Linked DNA regions of Anas platyrhynchos: region 2 is linked to region 1. Evidence: chromatin contacts called from public Hi-C data. All regions are on one chromosome and are shown on one strand. The core of a region is the stretch at or near the end of the contact, and the rest is flanking DNA. Distances in the headings are between cores, read along the strand shown. Region 1 holds the start of LHFPL7 (LHFPL tetraspan subfamily member 7). Region 2 holds the start of LOC101798148 (transient receptor potential cation channel subfamily V member 2).

The links. A called contact is a pair of places that touch in the nucleus more often than the background predicts.
Region 2: a contact with region 1 is called in a Hi-C map of subcutaneous adipose tissue, with 4 times the contacts expected there. The contact joins the promoter of LOC101798148 here to the promoter of LHFPL7 in region 1. A contact is called at or near these places in 3 of 8 Hi-C or Micro-C datasets (liver, skeletal muscle and subcutaneous adipose tissue).

The regions. Positions count from the first base shown.
Region 1 is chr20:3,865,441-3,870,643 of IASCAAS_PekinDuck_T2T, reverse strand. LHFPL7 (LHFPL tetraspan subfamily member 7) reads right to left here and starts at 2,163. Exons shown (of 3, transcript XM_027471937.3): 1 at 1,769-2,163. The coding sequence starts at 2,056. It overlaps SPATA22 (spermatogenesis associated 22), which reads left to right. Exons shown (of 16, transcript XR_011804268.1): 15 at 369-608; 16 at 2,612-5,203.
Region 2 is chr20:4,090,731-4,095,933 of IASCAAS_PekinDuck_T2T, reverse strand. LOC101798148 (transient receptor potential cation channel subfamily V member 2) reads left to right here and starts at 2,662. Exons shown (of 18, transcript XM_072026200.1): 1 at 2,662-2,704; 2 at 5,077-5,203.

The DNA.
Region 1 (5,203 bases), core at 914-3,413:
CACCAAAATCCCCTGTAAACCCCACACAATACCGTGACATTGTTCATCCTAACCACAGCCCAACCTCGGGAGCTCAGAGGCTTTGCATTACATGATATTCTGGATCTAGAGGCTTTTCAGAGGCTATTAGATGGCTGAGGCTGTTTGTAGCTGAAGCTTGTTCAAATGAGTCACTGCCGAGCTTCATTCTTATCTTGAAAGTTTGTTATTGCTTGGAAGTGTTTATCTGAATTACATTTGCAAAAACATCTGAACAAAGGCCAACTTATGGAAACGACAGCATTTTTGCATGTTTTTATATAAATAGGAAGGATTTTAAGCAGCCGGTTCTTTTCTTTGCAATTCACAATATTTGTCTTTAATGACAGTTTTAAGGACCGTGACAGGATTTAAGCAATCGCACACGGACCTGGCATCCTTGGAGAGCGAGCAGCGCAGCTCCACGACAGGCTGAGAAATCCAACTACTGACACCCATTGTGCTGGGCGCAGCCACGACCTCGCTGGGATTTAGCCCCCATGTTGGGATTTCTGCAGCATAGCAACCTGGAGCAAATCAAAGCTCGTGCATTTTGGGCAGCAGCAGCAGCAAAATCATAAAACCTCAGGGTAAGAAGCTAAAAGTAAAAGAAAAAAAAAAAAGGAGAGGAGGAAGAAGGGGCAAGGGCAAGCAGCCAGCAGGCACCAGGGCCAGGCTTTGTGTGCTGCGTGGTCCCAGTGCACACCCACCACGGACAGGCAGCCTTTGTCACGCCAGGACACCGCAGCAACCCCTGGGCCCTGTGGCTGATGAGGGCAAGCAGGGCGGCCTTGGCCTCCTCCTCCCAAAACCTGGCAAGGGCATCACCTGGGGCTGGCCAGGTGGGGAACGGCAGCAGTCCCCACATCCAGGCTCGGTCTCCGGAGCCGCGTGTCCCAGAGGCAGCAGTTTTGGCCACCTCCCTGTTCCCTTTACACTTAGCAAACTCAGCTGGCACGCGATGCTCAAAGCCCCACTGGGGAGCACCAAACCTGACCTGTCTGAGCCCCGACTCCATCCCACACATTACGCAGCAGCTCGCCCAGGCAGGTCAGGAAGGTTTGGGGTCCAGGCAGCTAGGCACAGCCAGGAGCCCTGATGGGGCAGGCAGCAGGGTCAGACCCATGGCACCACTGGGGCCACGGCCAGGATGGGCAGCGCAGCAGCACTCGGGCTGCATTACCTGCCACACCTGCACGAAGAAGGTACCCAGGAGGTTCCCATGCGGCACGCCAAGCGTGACCAGGAAGCCCCAGAGGGAAGCAGCACCGCGGGGTCCGCAGGACACCTGGGAGGTGCTGGGGGAGTGCTGAGGGGCAGGACTGGGGGGATGCAGGGGATGGATGGGATGCTTGAGAGCAGCGTTGGGGGGATGCCGGGGATGCTCAGGGGAAGCACGGGGGATGCCGGGGATGCTCGGGGCAGGACAGAGATGCTGGGGCGGGTCCGGCGGACAGGATGAGGGGATGCTGGGCAGCCTGGATCCGAACGGGAGATGACAGGGGAGGCTCAGGGAGGCGAGGAGGAGGGCAGAGAAATACCGGAGAGCCTGGGGCAGGTCCGCGGGGATGCAGGAGGGATGGTGGAGGGGATGCCGGAGAGCTCGGGACTGGGTGGAGGGATGTCGGGGAGGTGCTGGGAGGATGCCGGAGAGCCCAGGGAGGGACGGGGGGATGCCGGAGAGGTGGCGGGGGGACACCGGGGAGCCCGGGGGAGGTCGCGGGGGGCGCGGCGGGCCGGAGGCGCTCACCTGCCAGGAGCCGGAGGGGATGTCTCCGAAGCCGCCGGGACCGGCGGAGCCGTGGCAGCCGCGGGGCGGCCCGGCGCAGCGCCACAGCAAGCCGAAACCGGCGGCGGCTCGGCCGGGCGGCAGCAGCCAGGCCGGGGAGAGGAAGGCGGAGGCGCAGGCGGCCAAGAGGCCGGCGGAGAGCAGCGCCCAGAAGCAGCCGACGCCGCTGCACATGGTGCGCCGGCGGGGCAGGGAGCCCGCGCCCCGCGCCGCCCCCGCCACCGGCACCGCCACCGGCACCGACAGCATCGGCGGCGCCGCAGCGCAGCCGCCGCGGCCGGGCGCGGGGCCGGCAGCGCTGCCCGCGCCCCTTGCGCGCTCCTTGCGCGCTGCCTGCGCGCTGCCTGCGCGCCGCCCCCCCCCCCCCCCCTTCCTCCGCGGGGCGCGGCTGAGACCGGGCGGGGTGGGGCGGGGGAGCCCCGGGGGGGCAGGGGGCAGCGGGCCCCCCCCCCACCTGCGCGCACGATTTTGGGGCTCCCCGCCCGGCTGTGGCCGCAGGGAGCTGCTCGGCGGCGGGCGGCAGCGGGGGGGTCTCACAGCAAACACGCACACGGGGGGGGGGCGGAGAGCGGCGCCCCAAAGCGCTGCGGTTTGGAGCCGGGCAGGGGTTCCCCGGGCAGGGGTTCCCCGCTCTGCCGCCCTGCACGGTTCGGGGGGGGCAGCACCGCCCGCACCGGGCGGGCACCCGGAGCGCAGAGGCTGGGGGAGAGGCGCCCCAGGTGCCGTCGGTGTCCGCCTCTGGACACCTCTTAATTAAGGGTCCGATCGCTCGACCGATGTTAATTTTACCCTTTAATCGTCTAGGTTTAGGTTTCCCCGTTCTAGTCGGAAACGCCGCCTGAAAAGCGACGCAGAATGTTTGCCCGGGAATTTGGGCTTACTTTAAACGAAAAAGCTGCGCCGCCCGGCGCTGCTGAGCTTTTTTAGCGGTCGCTCGGAAACTTGGTGGGTCAGCCAGGTCTTATTCCTGCTCTGCCCCGGTCGCCAAGTGACCGGCTTGTGCCCGCGTCCCGCTGATGTCGCTGCCTTTTACCGGTCCCAGCAGCTCGGCTCTCTCCCAGCCGTGCCCACGGTCCCAAACGGCAGCACGGGGAGGCAGAGCCTGTATAAATGCGGCACCAGGCACCAAATTATTTATCCTGCCTCCGGTGGGCTTCGGGCAGCTATTGCCCATACGGTTGAAACAGAGGTAAGGATGCTGGGGCATTTTTTTTATGGACGGAAAAAAAAAAAAAAAAAAAAAAAAAAAAAAAAAAAAAAAGGAGCTTTCCCTGCCGCTCTGGGTTCGTTGCTACCGGGACTGCGCTGGGGGCAGCGAGCAGTGAGCAGCAGGCGGGGGCTTGGCTCCCTCTGCCGCTGTGCACCGGGACTGCGGGCGAGCAGGGGACCGGCCTCCAGCCCGCGAACGTCTTGTCCTTGAGTTTAAAAACGTGCGTCCTTTAACTTTTAGGAAAGTTTAGAAAGAGCAAAAATCACACCAAGTCTTCTTGTCCTCGTATCCCAGGTTTGCAGATGTTCCCGACTACTGTTATGTACTTCAGCACTTCTCGTTCTCTTTGAGGCATTTAGGAAAACCAAAGGGGAAAAAGCATAAATGGAAAAACAGAGAGAGCGGTTTAAAACTAGATTTTACTTTTCACTTGCTTTTATCCAAGTATTAATGACACCGTAAGTGGCCACGAATTTGGAAATAAAACTGAAATTAGAGAAAGGTCATCTGAGGTGATGGTAATGCTGCCCAGACAGACTGGAGGTAGGAATGATCCAGTTAGTCTTCAGTAAAGCAGAACAATTCCAGAGTGGGACGGAAGCCCTGCAAAACCTTCAAGGAACAAACTGATGCAGCAGTGTTGGGCCTGGGAGAAGCTGTGAAAATTATGTGAGGGCTTCTCTGCTTCCCTTTTCTTTGCATTGGTGCAGTGCTCCTTGCCCAGAGCTCAGATGCCCAGAAGATCATCAGCAAGTCACCGACGCAGCTCATCCTGCTGTAAGTGATGCTTATTTTTTTTCACTCTGCTGTATCACACTTCATGGCTCAGGCTCTGACCACCCACAAACCCACTGCGAGTCAGGCAGGAGCCCCTTGCCCCTTATTTGTGCAAGAGCCCCTCTGGGTAACCCAACCTCCAGGTGTGGAGGAGCAAGGCTTCCTCCTTGGGCATGTGCTCAGTGGAAGGAGACAAGGAGGGATTGCAATGTTTTAGCAAAATCTGTTAATTTTTGCCTGGCTGGGATACAGGATAATTCCCTCCTCTGAAATAGTCGGCACATCTGAGAAGGCAGCATCAACCCTCCCATTCCCATTAAGGCTAATGGACTGAGGTCAGCCACACTGAAATTTGCAATGAATTTTATGTGTGCATGCAGCCACTTGTTTTCCCATTAAAAAAAAAAAAAAGAAAAAAAAGAAAAAAAGAAAAAGACAAGACTGTAACTGAAGCTGCTGTGATTGCAGTTTTGGAGCACCCCTACGGTAATTGTATCAGTTGTGTCTTCTCGATTTTGCAGCTTTTACAGAGTCCTGTTGTTCACCGTTATATGTGAGTGTGGCATCTTTCCCACTCTCCCTCACCATTAATTCCTGGATTCTTAGTGATTAATATTTGTATTGCGTATTTTGCAAATTCATCTAAGATATCTAATTAATTTGAATTAACAATTTTAACAATACTAATGGCAATATTTAGACTATGTGATTTTAAAGCTTGTACTATGTTGCTGTAAAGGCATCTTTGACTCCTTAAAAATTTGGGCATTATTATTGACCGCAGAATAAGATCTAGGCTGTTAAACCCCGTATTGATATACATTTTTGTTACTGTATTCCCAAAGTAGTGAGAAGTCTACGTATGAGATAGAATCCAATGCCACGTAAACATGTGTAAATAAACGAACAGACTGTTCTGTCCCAAAGATGTGAGCACCAGAAAGTCTCTAACATGATTTGTACATTTGTGGTTTTTTGAATGCTGCAATGGAGCAGAGCAGTTCCCTGTGATTAATTATCTGTGAGTCAAAGACGCCAAGCTATCAGAAAAGTCTTGTTCTGATTTATTAATTCTGTCCCAACAAGTGCATCCCATTTAAATATTTTCCAAGTCTGCTTATTTTTCTATCTATGGAGAGGGGAAAATCACCAAGCAATGAAGCATTTTTTCTTTGAGTACCTGAATTTAGGAAGGTGTCCTCCAGTTTCTCTGATGTCAGCCAACCTATGTCTCCTGAAGTCGTATTTCAACTGATTACTCAGTTAATTAAACTGTCACGTTCTGTTAAAATCTGTTAAAAACTCCAGAACCTGATCTTTTCATGCTTCCAGTTCAGATCTCTACGGTCTGAGGCTGTGATGAGCTGTGGATTGGAGCTTCAGCCCTTCTGCATTTTCCCAAAAGGGGG
Region 2 (5,203 bases), core at 1,413-3,912, 220 kb before region 1:
TGAGCATCTGTTGGAGATGCCTGGTATAGTAATGCGCCCATATTAGCAGTGTGTTCTTAATAAGGATGCAATCGTAAAGACAAAAAAAAAAGTTAAGCTGCCCATTGTAACCAAGTGAAGTATTGCTGGTTACAGGGCTGGTAGTTTTTTAGCAACATTTCATTCCCTGACTGCTAGATGTAGCTGTGCTAGCAGAAACCTGAGTTCAAAGAACAATTGCTATTTCTATCCTGATGCTTTCCTTCAATTACCTGATTTCCTGCAATACCATTTTCTTTAATATTTTATTGATTTTGTGCTTTTTATACTTTAGACACTTCAAGGTGTCTTTAATAGCCCAGCTGTCCTTAGTGGACAAATTCCATGAGCAATTTACAGTCCAGAGGGGACATGGCCCTAAATAAATTTACATTACTTATCTCTTTCTGCTCCTGATTTGCTCTATGGTAAAACCAGCTGCTTTATCTTTCATGGCTCATAATTAATAGATGCCATTTCTCAATTCTTTTAATAATTAAACTGTGCTGCATGGTTACAGATGCAGTTGCTAACTAATCAGATAATGAAAGCTGCAGGTTCAAGGGTATTTGGGTTCTGGTTACAGAATTCAGTAAGTGGCAGGTTTTTTCCTTTTTTTTTTTTTTTTTTTTTTTTTTTTTCCCCCAGAGTTGCTTACTGAATGAGAACTGTTGCTGAAGTGTTCAAATGCAGTGCAGAATGCAGACACCCTCTGCAAGAGCAGAGACTGAGAATGTGGTGCATAGACATCAGAGCAGGTCTGCGCCAACTTCCCCAGCGTATGCTCACTCCACCTTTTCTCTGCCCAAACCAAGCCTCTGCTGAGCCGTTGCCACTGCTGTTAGTGGATGGCTCACCAGCAGAGCCACACGTACAGATCCTGCTTCAGGCTGTTGTTGCACCCAAGGCACTGGGCCATGGGTTGAGGGAGGAAGGTTGAGATGCTGTGACTGGGGAGCAGCACGGGCCTGCTCCAGGCAGCCTGAACTGGTTGTGTGCAGAATAAATGTGGCAATAGGCTGTTTTCCCCAGCCTGCTAGGAAGATTGCTTAAGTGAGGGACATACTGAAAGTTATCCAGCTCTGCGTTTGGCTTCCTAGAAATGGCCCAGAACAGTAAAATGACTCGTGACATCCAGAGATGCCGTCACGTTGCAGTGCTACCCTAGATGAGGGAGGGGCAGTGTGAGCTGGACTGAAAGGGCTCACTGTGAGACGCAGGGATGCTGGTGTTGGAGTTCCCATTTCTCTTGTAGGAGCAGTGGTTTCTGGTCTCCCAGGTAGCTAACAGTGCAAAAGTGAATTAGGAAAATGTATATAAAGTTAAGAGTTTAATAGGCTTTAGTCAGAATGTAAGTGGCATTAAAATAGAATAATCCTAATGCCCCCATATAGATAACAGATTCCAGTAACATCCTTTATCCTGCTGTAACTTGAGCTTTGTGACTGGCCTTTGCATTGTTTCTTACACTTCAGTTAATTTCTAGTTCTGTGTTGCACTCTCTCTAATTCCAGGACTTCATGGTTTTTGTCCTTCGTACCTAAAAAAATAAAAAATAAAAACAACAACCAACCAACAAACAAAAACCCTTCAACGTCTTTTAAGACAAATGAGATAATGCTGTTATACTGGGGTTTGGATATGTTCAGTGGTGTCCTGTGCTAGCAACTGCCCCAAAGGGGAAGTCCTATAGGAAAAATGAGGGTTAAGGCAAGGAAACATTGGGAATACCTCGGTATTTTTGCATTGTCTCCTGTTCCAAAGTCACTGGGTAGTATCTGCATTCAAAGATTCTTGGCTGCACAATTTTGTATTTATGGAATATTCTTCAGGCATCATCAAAACCAGCCTTATTTGGAATTTGAGTTTCTAAATACTAACTATTGCTGATAACTATTTTAATACAAAGGCTAAGTGAATGACTATTTCTCAGAAATGTATGCCTACAACTACTGCTTTTTTTTCGAGCATGTCTTGTAGAGGCTGCATCAAGCATCAAGAATTGAGGTTCACGTGGTAGCCACTGGATGTCACTATTGCTCCACAGAAGAGTCATTTGAAACGTTGCATTTCGTGTTTTGCTGTTTTTTGATAGTTACTTCTTTAGGCTGTAAGTTTAGAGAAACGGATACATCGAGTACAAAGACACTGCAATTTAAAGAATATGAGAAGTGGATAGTTCCTTCAAAGGCTTGAGAAGTATGTAGATGGAAGCATTTAAATATAATGATATAAGACTAGTGGTTGACAAAATACCGTCTTGTAAATAAATTGAGTCACTGAGGCCATCAGACAAGTTTTGACAAGGTATTATATTTAGGAATATTTAGATTTTAAATTGAGCAGTGACTGATCCCTCTGATGATACAAGATTCCATCTGTGTAACTATCATAAATCAAGGTGCTAAAATTCATTCAATTCAGTGTGGGTTTTCCATAACAGTTGTATGAAAAAATGTCTGGCAATGCAAAAACAATTGATATTTCTCCAGGCCTGAAAGTACAGCTTTAAATGAAACAGTCTTCTCTTTTAGCCCTGTGATCTGCGTGAGTTTTGAATGAAGTGCTTGCCCACCTGTTCTGGAGAAAACATTAATGGTCTGCATGCTGCTATTACAGGCTTCCTGCTCCTGTGAAGACGATGGTGCTACCTCTTAGAGTGGCTGCAGATCAACTGCAAACACCTGTAAGTGTCTTTGATTTTCTATTTACAGCCTACAGAAAATGTGGTATTGGCCATAAGAGACATTTGTCAGTATTTGGTGGGCACATAGGTGAACAGAGAATACATATTTTAGGAGGTGTGCGTGTTCACATCTTTGCAGAAAGCGGTCTTCCTTATGCTCCCTGTTGCTTTCTCTTTAAGCAGGTTCTGGTCATTGTTTTTTCCTACCATGGGTTACTGTGCTTCTTCATAGAGCGTATGTTGTCTGTACTTTTACTGTAATTATCATCATGAAATGCTTCCTTTGATTTGACTTAAAATTTCACTTGTTTAGAATTTGGAAATTCTAAATTTAGAATTTAGAATTTAGAAGTTCGGAAGTTTAGAATTTGACTTTTCTCTTCCTGGATTCAGGGTTTCCACAGAATGTGTCTCCTGTCAGGAGAAACTTATGTGACATCAGAATTGTTTTCATCAGTAGAATAAGTACAGATCAATTGCAAGATTCCTCCTTGTTCCCCCAAATAAAAGCCTCAAAAGGCAAGAGGGTCATGTATTGCTTTTAAAAACGCATGCTAGCACATAGGTGAAAATCAATTGCTTCTTTTTTTTCTCCTCATATGTAGCTTTGGATAGCTTTCTCCTGAGTCCTAACAGCTATCAGGACTTTAAATACTGCTGGCAAGTACTTGTGAAGCATTATCACTAGCTCACCTAGCTAGTGCACAGCAGTGACATAATCACGTTACTGGCCTCAGAATGCTCAGTTGCTGGCAAGTATGCATCAGGGCAGACCTTGCGGTTTTTGTGCCTCGCTTCTCCCTCCTCTGAAATGGAAATGGGAGTGTTTACCATGGTGTCCTCCCTGTGAAAGCGTGTGCGCATGTGTGCAAGCATACCAAGGTTTCTGTGTTCTCCCAGCAGCTCCATGTTTCTGTTTTGCTGCATTGACCTCTCAGCTGGCAGTGACTCCTTTCCCAGCAAGCTGCACATTCCCCTTCCTCTGTGTAAGCTATTAAAACCAGATGCGCAGAAAGAAGTCTGTTATGATGCACTTTTGTGGGCTGAGTTCGTTCCTTAGTTAGAATGGTGGGCTGACTCTCATGAAAGCTGGGGGAAAAGCCCAAGAGGATTGAAATCCATTAAGTCTGAGCCAAACTCCCAGGCCTGATTCTATGTCTGGTACCTAAGTAAATTAAGTGCAACAGGGCCACATTCCAGGAGACCCCACACCCTCCTGCAGTCCTGTCAAAAGAAAATTGCTTTGGGTTCTGTTTGGGCTTGTGGCAGCTTTGGAAGGAGAGATCCATAGCCAGAGTTCAGCATGTCATGATGTGGCACATACGTTCTCAATGGTTTTGGATCAATTGTTGACTAAGCTTTGAAACTTCCTGTGGGATGTGCCCCTGCTATCAAGCTATCGCTTAAAAGAGCTCGGTACCATTCTGGTAGTTAATGAGATTTTCTAGATGAGCTCTAAATCACATACATGGCTTTGTAAACCACCAGTCCTCTACAGAGTATGGGTGAGAATCACTCCTCAGCCGTTTCGTTCTGGGGAAGGCCACAGAAGGTGCTGAATGTCATCCTGCACTGATGCTGCTGGAAATAATGATCATATTGTTTTTTCGCCTTACTTCTGTTAAAAGTAGGACAAAAAGAGCCAAGACACTTCATGTGGTCTGAGGTTTTCTGTGCCCAGAGGTCCTGTATAGGGAGTGATAAGTGAAAGGGTGCTGTTGTGCATGCGTGGTCTCAACTACGACCAGTTGTACATCCGTTTTCCCAGAAGCAGCCTCTCCAAAACTCCCCTTCCTTTGGAGAACCAGCACATTAAGAAGTGGGCACCAGTGGCAAATTAAGTAACCAGTAGCCGAAGTGTTTAGGAAGTGGGGCTGCTTCTTGAATTCTCTTGTCCTTGTGATGAGCAGCTGATGCTTAGGCTAACGTCCTGGCTAGTTTGTCTGCCATGGTTTTTCTTTGCCTCGTAACTGTGGTGTGTGAAGCTGTGTGAGAACTGACTTCCCACAGAAACAGTTGACTTCACATGTTTCTTTGCATTCTTGCCCTGGGGCTGAGGGTCTTGTGACAAACCTCACAGCTAAACCACAGGCTCTGGAGCTGTCAGGGTCCAGTCAGCCTCCTGCCTTGAGATCTAAGCGGGCTGTTGTTGAAAGCCACAAGATGTCGCCTCTCTGTGTGTGCAGGCAGGGGTTAAGCATTATGAATTTGCAATAGCCAGGCAGCTTTCCCATATAAGAGCACCGCACTCATTGGCTCTCTCTTTTACTGAGAAATCTATCTAGTCATTTCCTGTGCAAGCCCTTCTTCACTTTGCAAAAAGCTATACAGTTGAGTAAATAATAACAGTCAGCAGTTATCTCTTCTCACAGGCAGCCTGGATTCTCTCATGGACCACCACCAACCAGAAGTTCAATGCTGCACCATCAGAAGAATGCTAATATGAGCGTGGTCTTCTCTGCAGAAGAAGAGGGCTCTCACCCATGGATGTAAATAATT